Linked DNA regions of Zea mays: region 2 is linked to region 1. The links are chromatin contacts, called in public Hi-C maps. All regions are on one chromosome and are shown on one strand. Each heading gives the region's core, a stretch centred on a gene start, on an enhancer-like site or on the middle of the called end of the contact. The rest is flanking DNA. Distances are from core to core; before and after follow the strand shown. Region 1 holds the start of LOC542153 (probable protein phosphatase 2C 45). Region 2 holds the start of LOC103626622.

Region 1 (4,902 bases), core at 995-3,494:
TGATCAGGTTTGTGATCCCTTGAAACCGCAATCGCTGCAGCTCCGAGATGGGGAAAACATAACAAAAAATATCGAATACAAGTGGAACGTGGTTAGCTTGGAATCCTGATATTCAGTTTATCCATTCGTCACAAGGAAATACTCGTCCAGGAAAATACACAGCATATAATAATTTGAAAGTTTCCGATACATGTGGAAGTATAGGAAAAGACATTGAGATATGTCATGTTACCAACGAGAAACTTACCTTGTCCTCCTTTAGAAATAACGGCTCTAGAATCTCCAACATTTGCAACAAGCAAACGGTCACCTACAATAATAGCTGTTGAGGCAGTTGAGCCAGCATCTCGAGTTTGACAGCTATCAGCTTTCAGAAATTCTGAATCTGTGAGGTTGTAAGTTTCGGCTGCAGCAAAAATAATACAAGGGTATCAAGATCACCATATCTCAGTGTACAAGTCAAAAGTCTACAATAGTTAAGCTAATATGAAAGTACCGATAGCAGCCTTGGTATCAGTGATGAACTTTGGGTGTTTGATTAAATTGCTGAAAAGGTGCTGCTTAACATACTCAGCTGCTCGGACTCCTCCATGACCTACAGAAACAGAAAACCATGCCCTCAACCTTACAACTCAAACTACCAACTTCATCAGAGAGTGGTGGCATTAGGAAAACCGCGGGAATTGATATCACTTCAGATGTCGCTAGCGAATACATACCATCATATACACCGAACATTCCAATTTTCTCTCCATCAACGTCGTCTATTCTTGCCTCATAGAAGTCCTCCATCGATGCTCTTTTACCAGGAGAACTCGCAACTCCATAAATGAACCGCCCATTTTCATTATTACTGCAAGGGTAACGTTCTGTCAAACAAGTGTGAATTCGGATTATGTGACACTGCACACTGTTAGTGTTATATACAAGACAGAAAATCAGTACAAGGAATTTCCTATGACATTAATAAACTGATTGAGCTGCTATGGAGTTTTGTATGCTTTATATTTCGGACGAAAAAGAAAATTCAACATCTAACTTCCATAAAGTTCACCAGAGTAACAGACACTCTTTAGTCTTTATTTCTTTGTAGTTAGCTTGGAATACCATCTAACACATGAGTATAACACACAAGTTATGTTAGACTAGAAAACAAACACAAGCTTGTCAACAATTGGCCACCAAATCAAATGTAGACAGACCTGCACGCAGAAAACACATCTAGCTAGTGAGGACTTGTACGTAGCACTTAGTATTCAAAGAGCAATGATGCGAGGAATGTCTTGTTTGCAAGGGGGACATTCAATGAGCCAATACATCGGCAAGGCCTGCGGATATGGTTAACTTGCACAACAAATCCTGTAAAATCGTCAGTTAAAAAGACACGAGGTTCGGTTTAATAGTGGACATTAGATCAGCCATGTATGACCAAAATCTTAATAGATCCTGATGCTTGGCACGCAAAAGTAAAAAAAGTGACACCGGAATAATAGTCCTAAAATCCAATCGTGCGACGAGGCAGAAGAGAGCTCCCGAACGATCTGATCAGTAACCCGCCATCGTTCGACCCTCATGGCCAACATGATCAAACATTAACAATTGGGCAGATCCAACTGAAAGGCTGGGCCTGTCGCGCCCAAGCCCGGTGCCTAATAATTCCAGTGTCCCGAATCCACGGCCACGGCGCAGCAGATAGAGGAGTATAATTCGTCCCCGCTGCCATGGATCTCGGCTACGAGGCGTCATAGCCTCCTGAGAAGCTAGCCTCTCGTTCCCCACGGCGAAGTCAACCAGATGGATGGGGGCGAAAGGGAAAGCGGGAGGTGAAAGAGGAAGGAGAAGGGAGGAGGGAGGAAAACCTGAGGTGGGCGGTGTCCGCCGACCCGTCCCCGGCGAGCCCCATGCGCGCCACCTCCGCGACGCCCTCCCGGCCCTGGCACCAGCAGGAGGTGGAAAAGGAGGCCGCCCGCCCCGGGAGCAGGAGGAGGAGGAGGAGCACCACCAGCGAGAGCGAGAGGCGCACGGATGGAGGTGGTGGTGCTGGTGGTGGTGGTCCCCACGGTCCCTCCTCGCGCATGAAAAGAGGCGCACAGGGAGGGGAGGGAGGCGAGCCGGGAAGCAGGGGGAGGAGGAAACGGATGGACGAGAGGAGAGACGCCTGCTGGGCTCGCTCGCCCCGCCTGCTTGGGGAGAGGAAAGGGGAGAGAGGAGAGAGGAGAAAGGAGAAAGGAAAAGCAGCGGAAGAGTGGATGAGAACGATCGGCGGGAGGATGACGTGGCGGGCGCGCCGCGACTGGACGGACCCGGTCATCGCCATTCGCCACCCCGGTCCCCGGCCTCTTTTCTCGCCTCCTGTCCTGTCCCCTCACGAATCACGAATCACGACTAAGGGGGTGTTTGGTTTATAGGGACTAATATTTAGTCCCTAGATTTTATTCCATTTTAGTTCTAAAATTACCAAATATAGAAACTAAAACTTTATTTTAGTTTCCATATTTAACAATTTATACACTAAAAAGGAATAAAATGAAGGGACTAAACATTAGTCCCTAGAAACCAAACACCCCCTAAGGCCGCACCACCACGACCAGGGGCGGAGGCCTCCGACCGACTACCCTAAAATTTAGTCTAAAAAACAAACTATCACTTAACGTTTAGTCTAATTTAATGATTTAAAAGTATTATGAAATATTTTAGTTATTTTTATTATGTACCAGATCGATGAAAATTATATATACGTGGTGCCAGATTATACACTATTGTATATGTTAAAGTTTTATTTCTAACTACTCTAGATTCAAATCCTAGGTTGCCACTGCCCACGAGGCCACGACTCACATCGGCGACTTCTTTATGGAGGCTCGGGTCCTATGGTCGTTTAAGACAACGTGTTTAAACAACATAGTCGTCGTAGATCTTTGATCTAGACTCCGAACCCTCCCAAGAGCAGTAGGGACGTGAGAAGTTGTAGAAGCATGTTCCCTTCCCAGCAACCGAACACACAGAGGAACAAAAGACACAGTGGATCAAATCTCTATCTGTCTATCTTTATTATGAGGGATATGGATACATATATAACATGTAAACCCACTGAGGGCAGTTTCGGTATTAGCCCATTAAACCTCTTTTAGGGTTTCTTAACACTTGACCTTGGGCGAATAACGTGACGACTTATGTCTCATCAAAACTCCGAAAAACCCAGTGAGAAAAAATGGAGAAAGAGAGCATAGTTCCACTCGATATATTGCACTTGTTGCCTCGTTAAAAACCATATGTGAGAAACTTCAGAAAAACTCACAATGGGAAAAAGAGTACAACGGGTGTCTTCAGGACAACTATAACCTTCAAGGTGTATAATATACGATCTTCAGGTCGAATTGTAAGGGCTGAAGTTCAGAGGTGATCTCCCCCTGAACCCTGCAGGTCTCTCAAATGCCTCATCCCTATACCTCGTACACATTTTCTGAATGTGACTGCAGGTAAGGATTTAGTGAATAAATGAGCCAGATTATCACAAGACTTGGCTTGCAGGATTTTTACCTCACCCTCGTTCTGGAGTTCATGAGGATAAAAATACTTAGGACATATATACTTAGTCATATTGCTCTTAATATAGCATGTTTCCATTTGTGCAACACATGCAACATTATCTTCATAGATAATGGTGGGGGTATTTGCGGTGTTATAACCACATGACTTCTGGATGTAGTTAGTCATCCGTCGTAGCCAAGCACATTCTCGTGCGACTTTATATAGTGAGATTATTTCTGAGTGGTTAGTAGACGTCGTTACTAATGTCTGTTTGCATGATCTCCAGGATACAGCGGTGCCACCACATAGAAATACAAAGCCAGTCTGAGATATACCATTATGGGGATCTGACTGATATCCAGCATCAGCATAGCCCACCATAGTCTGGTCCTGATTCTTCGGAAAAAACAGGCCAAGATCTTGAGTGCCTTTGAGGTATCTAAGTATAGTCTTAACACCTACCCAATGTCTTCTGGTTGGGTCTGTACTGTATCTAGCTAGTAGATTTACCGCGAATGCAATATCAAGCCTGGTGCAATTCGCAAGGTACATCAGTGCTCCAATAGCGCTAAGGTAAGGAACTTCAGGTCCCAACGATTTCTCATCATCACTCTTCGATCTAAATAGGTCGGTATCCATTTCAAGGGATCTCACGACCATTAGGGTCTTTAAAGGGTGAGCTTTAATCATATTAAATCTCTCAAGGACCTTTTTACAATAGGCTGACTGGTGTACAAATATTCCTTCTGGGAGATGCTCGATCTGCAGGCCCAAGCAAAACTTGGTTTCTCCCAAGTCTTTCATTTCAAACTTTGTCTTGAGGTAGGCGCTGACCTCCTCAATATCCTCAGCATATACAATGATATTCAAGTCATCAACATAGACCGAAACTATGCAAAAACCCTTCTGGGATTTTCTAATGAATACACAAGGAGAACCTGGATTATTTATGTATCCCTTCTTCAAGAGGAATTCACTGAGTCGATTGTACCACATCCGCCCAAATTGTTTAAGCCCATACAGCGCCCTCTACAACTTAACGTTGTACATGTTGCGATTTGACTTGGCATCCGGAACTCTCAGCCCATCCGGGACCTTCATATAGATTTCCAAATCCAATGACCCATACAAGTATGCGGTCACTACATCCATCATCTGCATTTTTAAGTTTAAACCTGCTGCCAGTGATATCAAATATCGGAACGTTGTGCCACTCATTATCGGGGAGTAAGTTTCATTGTAATCGATGCTGGGTCTCTGCGTGAACCCTTGTGCTACAAGTCTCGCTTTGTATCTCACCACCACGTTGTTCGCGTCTCTCTTTCGGACGAACACCTATCTGAACCCGACTGGGGTAACATTGGGGGGCGT
Region 2 (4,902 bases), core at 738-3,237, 140 kb before region 1:
AAAGCATCGGTTTTCTTGATTTCATGGTCATCGTGTATCACCCTTTCCGCTTTATGCACTTTCCCTTTCCGCTTTTGCATGAAAATCATATTGTGAGGTCCTTATTTTGTGCTCCTATAATTGGCAGTAGTGCGGGTAATAGCGATTCCATTTAAAACATAAGATTATGATGGAGAGATTGTCTTATGCTTTTTTCCTAAAACACAGTATAAATGTAGATGCTTATGCACTTTGGCATATGCATGTAGGTCCTCAATGGCCACGCTTACAATAGGAAGTGTGGCGTGTACAACTTTGGAAACTACCTGTGGGAGATATACTGTTGTAACATGCCATACCCTGATCTCAGCTTTTCGTTCACCAGGTGAAAACAAAGACATGTCTCTGTCCCGTTCCTTGTTGCCATGTTTGTCACGGAAAGCCTAAGGCGAAATAAACTTTTGTACAAAACCTTAGGCCTGAGATATCGCATTGTTGTCCTAGCTCGCTAACGAACGTGCAATGCTGGGACACAAACCCGATGCTAGGACACAAACCCGGACAAGCGTCCCGAGATGGCGGAGGTGGTGTCCCTGGTGGAGGCGATCGACACGTCGAATGGCGGCGACGTGAACCCCAAGGACCAAACGCAGGGCTGCCTCTCGTGCTTTGGGGACAATCAATTCAAGTTCAACCAGTTGGCATATAGCTAGAAGATAAGATTTTGGTTGTTGCATGCTTTAGAGGAAATCAAAGGCTTTGTTCCTTTTTTTTGCTTCGTGGTTCTTTCAGACAAATGTAGCTTGTGAATGTAAAGTTGTACAGAAGCTGACATGGATAAACTAGCTTTATATATAGTTGGTGCCCAATATAGCCAAGCTTGTACAATGTTGTGGAACCCACAACGTTTCAGGCACATATAAAAATACAGTTGGTAAATGAATCATAGGATTGGTTCACATTCAAATAGGATATGTCAATCTCTACTTATCTCGATGAAGAAGGCAGTCTAGAAGATCACGAGGGAAAGGTATAAACACCAAACAAACTTTACTCGCAAATTCTGTTGGAACATGTTTATATAACTCTTATTTAAACAAGGAAAATGTATGTCCATAACAACGTATAGGTACCTAACTTACTACTATGAAGAAGGTAAGGGGTAGGCTGACCCTCTCTGGTTCTGCCTTTCCTATCTCCGACAAATGCACTCAACACTTTTGGCAAAACCATCCACGCCTGGTCTCCTCTAGCTCTTCCCCGTCTCTTGCTCCAATCGCGCAGCGCTCCGCATGCCACGACCTCTAGCCACCTCCCGCCCCCCGAGCCTGCCTCCCGACGCGATTCATGGTCGCACACACCCGATGCCCCGCCCCCGAGCCTGCCTCCCGATGCCACCTCCCTCGCGTGTCGACCTGACACGCAGAATTCGGTTGATAACATCACTAAACAATGACCTATGCATACACAAGTGTGACCCATCAGTTGATAACATCACTAAACAATGATCTATGCGTGTACAAATGTCACCCGTTGCAACGCACGGGCATATACCTAGTAAATCATATGATCACATAACTTAATAGTTAAATAAACAATAGTAAGAGAAAGATTTTTTAAGTTAAGGTGAGTTTTATTAGATGGTAACAGTGGTATGATATGGATAGTATATACGTGTCTATACGCGATGGACAGAGATTCTTGCACATATAGACAGACCTACGAATAAAAAAAAATATTTTAGATCGTCTTTATATTGGATAAACCTACGGATAAAAATCATTTTATACCATCTTTATATCAGATAAAATCCGTTAAATATTCGGATTTCGAGCATCTATTAGCACGTGTGGGTGTATGCTCGCATGGCCAAAGGTAGCCTAGCCCAGCGGGTAACCGGATTAACCGCGGCTAGCTACCCTCCGAGCCGTAGGTGTAGAAGAGCGGTCGGGGACGCTGCCACGTGGGACACCCAGGCCTCTCTTAAACCGGGCCGGTGTGAGCTGCAGGGCTCCTCCACACTCCCCCGCACGCCTGGCCTGGGCTGGCCGCTTCGCTTCCCTGCGTCTCCCCTCCACCGCGTCGCGTGGGCCGTCTGCGCTGCGAGGGCTTCAAATGGCCCTCTGCGCCGTCCCTTCCGTCTAGCGCCCTGCCATAATGCACACCCAGCCATCTTCTGATCCTCCTGACACCTCCAACATGAAGGTCAAGCTGGAGGTATGCATGTAGTTTTTTTTTTGCCATTCATCATGATTTATGTATGGACCCTTTTTTTTAACAATTCATACGAGAGAGCCAAACTGTTGCGTAATCAAGTTTTTCAAGTCCATTCGTATATTAAGAGATATAAAAACAGAAGATTATATGAAGGATTTTGAAAATGATAGAAGTTATTTTTATACTTCTTAATATAGAATAAACTAAACTCGAAATTTAATGGAGCGTATAATAAACTATATCTTTATTTTTCTAAAAAATACATAATTTTTATGTTTTAATTGTGCCAAAAACATAAGCATGACAATTTTTTCTTTATATAATAAGTTAATAAAAGGCATTTTTTATTAATTGTCTATATATGTGTTTGTTTATGTTATTAAACTTGATTCATAAGGGTGCACATGAGGGCATCGTCAAAAGAAGAAAGACGAATAAAATAATTCTTTTATCTTCGACGTCAATATATAATATTCAATATCTAATAAAACGATTTAACAAAAAATCATGAATGACTTAACAATTAATAAAATTTGTTAAATTATTGTGATACGGCGAATAACTCTCCTCTCCCTATATACTAGTCGGTTGCCCGTGCGTTGCGACGGCTTACAACAATATCCACTTAAACGATCCATCAAAAAAATTTCAAGAATTTTTATTGATTATCTCCGCTCTCTGTATAATATATTTTTTGATTTGGCTAACTGATGTTATTGTTTACTCCATGCAAATATGTCTTGGTACAACACGGCCAATGAAGTGAGCGATTAGAAGAGAGTTCACAACGATTAACTGAATGAACAGAGATTATAAAATGACATAATTCCATCATACATAGACCAAATAAGATAAAGCTTGTGAGATCAAGTTTATAAAATAAGTCCCATGAAGTCAAACTTATAAAAAAAGATAGATCAAAATATGGAGTGATTGCTAAAGTCAGGCATCAATAAAAACTGGATCCGCTCCATATAAATTACGCTACTTCGTAGCAATTATTAACGTTTAAAACCAACAAATAACCTTTCATGTTGCTGTTAGTGTGACAAATCATTGCTGCTCCATCCAATTTAGCAACCTCAAACACCATGTAGTCCATTGCGCCAATGTGGTCTCAGAAACGACCTAATGCTTGCAAGAGCAAAGAACGTCGTGCCGTGCTTGGCTGTAGCCTCGGCCCGTAGTGCTGGCCCGGTCCGATACGATTATTTTTTATTTTACAAAAAAACGTATATACCTATATACAATTTATATTCAATATTAAAAACATCTTAGCGTGATGTTCTACTGGTTAGACAGTTTCACCCAGTGTCTCCCGCCCTTCTTCCATCAGGGCATGGGTTCGAACCCACCTCCTGTACCGTTTTTAACATTTTACGCTGATTTAATTAAATTGATCGACGGGCTAACGGGCTAGCCCGACATAGTTAGCAGGTCGGCATGACGTGTCTGTGCTGATTTAATTAAATGGATCGACGGGCTAACGGGCTGGCTCGACACAGTTAGCAGGCCGACATGATGTGTCTGTGCCATAGTTGTGGCCCGCGTGCATCTAGCCCGTATTGAGCGTCCTTTGGCATCTATAGACGTGCAGCGGATTAATTTGAAATAGATGTGAGGGGTTATTTGTAAAAAAATGACGTATGACGACCGTTGAAACTGGTGCTTTAAGTATAGTATAGATAATGAATCTCCAACGACTGGACGGATCTGTTACCATTACAATCTGTTCGCAGATCCCTAGGCAGCAGGCCATGGCGTCGTCGCGGTCCCTGCCGCGGAGCGCAAGCGAGCTGCCCGACCCGCCGTCGCCGTTCAGCTCCAACCCGGCGCACCACCCAGTCTCCATTCCGACCACGCCCGGGCTCTCGTCGTCGTCGTGCTCGTCGTTCGGCCGCATGCGGTCACCGCCCACCGACTCGCCGCCGATCACGCCCACCAAGCAGCAGGGCGGCAAGCCCAAGCCGACGCCGGCGGCCGCCGCCGCCGCGTACTACGCGTCGCTGTGGTCGCCCAGGCGCCTCATGCAGCGCTGTGCCCGCGCCTTCCGCCGCAGCAGGTCACGCGGCGGTGTCGTTAGGACGGTCAAGGACCTCGCCGAGGAACGGGCGGCGGTGCTCGCCGCCAGCAGCAAGGTCTCCGACGCGGCGTCGGCGGTGCCGCCGCTGCCTCCTGGTGTCGAGACCGCCAGCAGCAACGGTGCCCGCGGCGGCAGCGTGGAGGATAAGCAGCGGCAGCGCCACGACGACTGCCACCCCGAGGTCGTTCCCGAGAAGATCATACGGGAGGACGCGCCGCCAGTTGTTGCGGAGACCGCTGCCGCCACCACCACCACGGAGGTGGAGGTGGAGGTGGAGTCCCCCAAGAAAGGAGCGGCGCCGGTGCCAGAGCCCATCGTCGTTGTCGCCGCAGTGGAGGACGTGGTGGCGGACAAGTTCGTGGCGGTGGTGAAGGAGGCGATCAAGAAGCCGGAGATGGACGAGAAGGAGGTGGCGATGCGGAGATTCCTGGGCAGCCGGGTGAAGACAGCGATGGAGCCGCGGTCAGAGGCGGAGCAGCCGCGGCGCCGGGAGGTGGCGCGGAGCAACGACGTGATCGAGGCGGCACGCACCAAGCTGATGCAGAAGCGCCAGTGCAGCAGGGTCAAGGCGCTCGTCGGCGCCTTCGAGACTGTCATAGACACCCAGAAGGACGCCGCCGCCG

What was found. A called contact is a pair of places that touch in the nucleus more often than the background predicts.
Region 2: a Hi-C map of ear shows a contact between it and region 1, with 2.5 times the contacts expected there. The contact joins the promoter of LOC103626622 here to the promoter of LOC542153 in region 1. A contact is called at or near these places in 2 of 25 Hi-C or Micro-C datasets (ear and tassel).

What each region holds. Positions count from the first base shown.
Region 1 is chr5:82,330,078-82,334,979 of Zm-B73-REFERENCE-NAM-5.0, reverse strand. It overlaps LOC542153 (probable protein phosphatase 2C 45), which reads right to left and starts at 2,244. Exons shown (of 8, transcript NM_001319767.1): 1 at 1,860-2,244; 2 at 720-853; 3 at 497-595; 4 at 248-406; 5 at 1-34. The coding sequence starts at 2,077.
Region 2 is chr5:82,469,283-82,474,184 of Zm-B73-REFERENCE-NAM-5.0, reverse strand. LOC103626622 reads left to right here and starts at 1,987. Exons shown (of 2, transcript XM_008647026.3): 1 at 1,987-2,196; 2 at 3,936-4,902. The coding sequence starts at 2,137.